Linked DNA regions of Gossypium hirsutum: region 2 is linked to region 1. A link is a contact called in public Hi-C data. All regions are on one chromosome and are shown on one strand. The core of a region is the stretch at or near the end of the contact, and the rest is flanking DNA. Distances in the headings are between cores, read along the strand shown. Region 1 holds the start of LOC107903974 (E3 ubiquitin-protein ligase RHA2A). Region 2 holds the start of LOC107903705 (WAT1-related protein At3g28050).

Region 1 (2,700 bases), core at 198-2,697:
TTCAATTAGTTGGACAAAAGGTAACCATGTTTATGGTAAATGGTGCATTGCATGTGCTTCTGATCTCCCACTTATTTGGGTCACACTCCCACCAACATACATTTCTATGTCCATATTTGAGGACTACAATTATATATATACACACACTAATTAATCGCTTGAAAATGTTTTCTTCTTTATATCACATATCCAACCTGAAATGCATAAGTTGCAATCAAAACAAAACATACCTCTTCAAACCAAATTCATTTATGAATTATTTTACTTATAAGATACTTTATTTTAGAAATTGAAGTAAATTAAACTCTATGTGATGGCCTGATAGTCAATGGTGTTCATCACCTTAAGTATAACCTGGGTTCGAGTCGTGCTAGTTGCGTTAGTTGTTAGAATTTTATCCTGTTATTGTAATTCAAAAAGAAAAAGATATTCGAGTTTACCCTATTATTATAATTCAAAAAAAAAGATAAAGTTAATTTTTTAATAAGACTAATTTAATAATCTCAATATAATATGGAGCTGACCAATACTTTGACCAATAATATTGTGTCATGTAACATATTTTCATATCATATTAAATTGGAATTGGAATTTTACAAGATTATAATCAGTTCAATTTTTCTCTTTTATTTGATTGAAATAAACGGAATTTAAGTGGGTTAAACTTATCATCAATGAAGTAAACCTAATAATTGCAGAGAGAATTAAACTTAGATCATGAGTCGAGTTAGGTCGATGTCAAATTTTAGGTCTATTTCTTAAGTTTGGGCTCGACTTGACTTAAAAAATGAGTCTAAAATTTTATCCAAGCTTAGTCCAAATAAAAAATACTAAACTTGAGTCCAATTTGACCTGGCCGTATTAAAATTTTATATTATTTTTATATAAAAATAAATTTAAAAAATATAATACATCAAATATACTAAAAATATTAAAATAAATGTTTCACAACAAATTTAAAATATATTAGAAAAAGTATTGATACTTGTTAACACTAATAGTTTCAACTTAACAAACAAATGCCTCTAAAATTGTAGGAAAATTAACAATAAAACAAGAGTTATACAATATCTAAACAATAACAATAAGATAGTAATAATATAATAGCAAAATGGTAATAAAACAACAACAAACAACAGCAAAAAAAAAACTTTTAGACAAATCGGGTCGAGTTTGGGCAAAAAATTCTTATTCGACGCCTGACCGATTTAGAAACAGGCCTTATTTTTTATCCAAACTAATTTTTTGGGCCCATATTTTTGCCGAAATCCTTTCACTTTTCAGGCGGACCTTCGAGACTGAATGGGTGTCCCGACCCATGTTAAGTGTAAAGACAATATAACTGCTAATCATAAAAAATATAAAAATAATACAAATAGGAGATCATAAATTGTTGGGTTTTCAAAATATTATATAAATATATAATAGAAGAATAGATAGATGAATGAAAAATTAAATCCCAAGTTACATAAAGAATAAGAATAGGAATACAGAAATACACAGCTTGTGATGTATAGAACGAAGTTAGTATTAAAGCATGGAAAAAGGAAAAAGGAAAAAGAAAATAAACAATTTCAACAAGCGGACCCCACCACACATGGCCCTAATCTCCCGTTCTTTAGCCGCTCCTCTCCTCTCCTCTTCTTTTCCCTACATCATCTCTTTCTTCTTTTCTTCTTTCTTATCGCTGTATGCTTCTATTTCTCTATATAAAATCTAATCTCTTCCATTCCACCTTTCAGCTTATAAATATATATACACACACATATTACATATTACTACTCTTTTTCTACAAATCCACTTCCACATTTTCTGAAACTAAAATAAGAAAGATGGGATTACAAAGCCAGCTGAGCGACGTGTCCTCAGATTCGATCCCGCTTCTTCTCGTAGCAATAATCGCTAACTGCGTCGGTTATCTCCGAAGACTCCTCTTTGGTTCCCTCCATTTGATTGGCCTTCTCCCTTGCCCAGACCAGCCCACTACCATCGACGATGTTGGAGTCCTTGGCTCCGGCCTCGCCAGTCTCATCGTACTCGCCGAGCAGCTCAACTTAAACAAGGCTTTCTCCTACAAATACTGTGGCGGCGCGGGAGGAAAGGGCTCTGATTGTGTTGTGTGCTTGTGCAGCCTAAGAGATGGGGAGCAGGTGAGGAAGCTCGATTGCTGCCATGTATTTCATAAGGATTGCTTTGATGGTTGGCTTGATCAACTAAAATTTAACTGCCCGGTTTGTCGATCCCCTCTCAAAATCGATCAGCGCGTCGGTTTCACGCGGAGACGCGTCGGTGAAGATTTGCTTGCCTGGTTTTCTTTGGGTTAATTAGATTCCGACCAAGATTTTAGAAATTCTGGTATTTTTGGCCCCCCCTTTCTTAGGTTCCGGCTGGATTGGATATTATTTTGTTTTCAACTATTTGTTTTGAGAGGGTTGTCATTCAACTTTCTTTCTTACAACTATTTTTCTTTTTCTTTTTAGAACCCTTTTTCTCCATCGTAGGGTTTTTTTTCCCTTAGAAATTTTTTGAAGAATTTTCTTTTTCACTGCTGTAAATAGTCCTTTTTTATTTACTTTTTTGTATTTTTTTGTCCAATAAGAAAATAGTTATCTTGGTGTACAAATTATCAATATCAGATTGCTATTTATTTACATGAAGTAGTGAGGGTAAAGATGCTTTATGATTTTACTTTTATGGTAA
Region 2 (2,700 bases), core at 30-2,529, 600 kb after region 1:
AAAACATTCCACATGCTTCTATTGTTGGAAGCCTGATGTATGCTCAAATCTGTACAAGACTTGATATTGCATTTGTAGTTGGAATGTTGGGAAGATATCAGAGTAATCTAGGTATTGACCACTGAAGAGTTGCAAAGAAAGTTTTGAGATATCTTAAAGGGACAAAGGACTACATGCTTACGTACAAACGATCAGACAATTTGGAGGTGATTGGCTACTCCGATTCAGACTTTGTCAGTTGTGTTGATTCACGTAAATCAACATCAGGTTACATATTTATATTTGCTGGCAGAGCTATATCTTAGAGGAGTATCAAGCAGACCTTAGTTGCTACTTCCACTATGAAGGTTGGGTTCGTTTCATGTTTTGAGGCTACCTCACATAAAGTATGGTTAAAGAGTTTCGTTTCTAGGTTTAGACTTGTGGATTTGATTCCTAGGTCGTTGATGATATATTGTGACAATTCAGTTGTTGTCTTTATGGCTGTAAACAAAAAAAAGTGGAAGTCGAAGTAAACATATCGACATTAAGTATTTAGCCATAGGGGAACATGTTAAAGAAAAGAAAGTGGTCATTGAGCACATTAACACTGAGCAAATGTTAGGTGATCTTTTGACTAAAGGCATGCCACCATACAAATTTAAGGATCATGTTGTCACTATGGGACTTGTTCCCACATTGTAAATTTTCGTTAGAAGAACGATTATAAAGAAACTCTATTAAGTTTGATATTTCTCATATTTTGTGTGCACATTAATTTTATTATTTTGAAAAATGTCACTAAAGTTTAGACCTGGAATAAATATTGGGTTTATTCATTAAGAAATTGGGCTAAAACGTTGAGACATTATATATTGTGATACATGGAAGATACTACTCAAATTTTAAGAGAAAATATTGTCATGATTCATGCATTATGATACATGGGAGAATGTTGGAATTGTCTTTTGGTTCGTGGGAATGACCCCACGTTTTGCAACCCACTACTTTCATACTTTTGCTTGTGTGATAGTGGGAAATGTAATTGGTGATTTTTTACGAGAAATCACCACTATAAATACCAATTAAGCTTAAAGTTCCTACGTATCGAAAAAATAAAAACTAAAAATATTTCAACTAATGAAATTTTTTAATGCTTAAAAGATAGCTGTTTTCAACTTTTTATACAACTAAAATCGACGGCCTCAACGATGATTTGACGTACTCAACATGCTACATCTTTTGTGTTGTAGTATAATATTTAAATCATTATTTATGCTCACACAAGAATCTAGGTATTGGGTAAGGAGGCAATGACGAAAGGAGCTATGTCAGCCGCGACTTGGACTCGTTGCTTGTCGTCTATAACTCCTTGTTGGTAGCTATGGCTGCGTATGTATTTTAAATATAAAAGGACTTTAAAATTGATATTAATAACTAAAATTGAAATGAAAGTGTCCACTTATTTGCTTCACAATCCAACTACTTAAAATTCAGTCCTAGGAAGGAGGTGGCACAGAAGTTGATCGCAAGAACTGAAATTGGGTCTGAAGAATGAGGAAGGAGATGATTGGTTTGCCTATTGTAGGGATGGTAATGGCAGAGGTTGCTCAAGTTGGACTCATGATAATGGGCAAAGCAGCAATGTCCCATGGGATGCCCAACTTCGTCTTTGTTTTCTATTCCAATGCTCTTGCCTCTCTCATTCTCCTCCCTGCTTCTTTTCTCTTCCACAGGTACCGTTCGTTCTCTCTCTCTCTCTCTCTCTCTCTCTCTCTCTCTCCATAATTCCCATTTCACTATCTCCTTTGATTTTCCGTTTTCCCTGCAGGTCACACCGTCCTCCACTCACTTTCTCTATTCTTTGTTGGTTTTTCTTGCTTGGCCTTCTTGGGTATGTAAGATTAATGGAAATTATGATGTGGGTTTTCAGTTACATAACTATGGATTTGAGGGCTTTCATTCATATTTTACATGGTATTTGGTATGCAGTTGCTTTGCCCAGATTTCTGGGTATGCTGGGATATATTATAGCTCGCCTACTCTGGCAACTGCCATGCTTAATCTCATCCCAGGTCTCACCTTCATCCTTGCTGTTGCTTTCAGGTTATTATCTCTTCTCCTATCGTTGTGTGTAATACTCTGATCAATCTGATAACTAAAGGATAAAGTATATGTGGACGATGGGATGCAAGGCCATTTAATCTATTTACTCTTTACTTCCCCTGAAGTACCACTTGTATCCAACACATATTTATACATAGGTTTGACAGAAAAAATGAGCATACCCTTTCGGGCAATCCTGGTATTCCAGTTTGTAAAAGGGTCAATGGTTGGAACTGAGTTTGAAGTAATATGTCTGCAGCCATTTTGTTTGTTTCTATACCTCATAAATTCTCTTGGGATTGTTTTTGTATTTAAGAAATATGGTTGCTTAGAGGAAACAGATTGCAGTCCCTAGGAGGTTGCCTGCTCTTACTCTTACTGAAGTGGGAAATTGGGAACTTATTTAAGTGACAAATTTGTTTGATCTCCTTGCACAAATAGTTATCAATTCATCTCCTTTATAGGCTTCTTACAACTCAGGTTCCTCTTGATGATGGTTTTCGCTGCTTTTCGTTCTCATTTTGAGATCCTGTTGGCAAGGACTAATATGAATTCCTTTTAGCCAGCAACTGATATGATCAATGTAGACCTTGCGTTAAGTATTGTTTGATATTG

Evidence for each region. A called contact is a pair of places that touch in the nucleus more often than the background predicts.
Region 2: a Hi-C map of leaf shows a contact between it and region 1, with 2.7 times the contacts expected there. The contact joins the promoter of LOC107903705 here to the promoter of LOC107903974 in region 1. A contact is called at or near these places in 2 of 34 Hi-C or Micro-C datasets (callus and leaf).

Annotation. Positions count from the first base shown.
Region 1 is chrD05:46,701,686-46,704,385 of Gossypium_hirsutum_v2.1, forward strand. It overlaps LOC107903974 (E3 ubiquitin-protein ligase RHA2A), which reads left to right and starts at 1,448. Exons shown (of 1, transcript XM_016830211.2): 1 at 1,448-2,651. The coding sequence starts at 1,692. The coding sequence ends at 2,324.
Region 2 is chrD05:47,303,446-47,306,145 of Gossypium_hirsutum_v2.1, forward strand. It overlaps LOC107903705 (WAT1-related protein At3g28050), which reads left to right and starts at 1,280. Exons shown (of 9, transcript XM_016829849.2): 1 at 1,280-1,371; 2 at 1,477-1,715; 3 at 1,811-1,873; 4 at 1,972-2,085. The coding sequence starts at 1,534.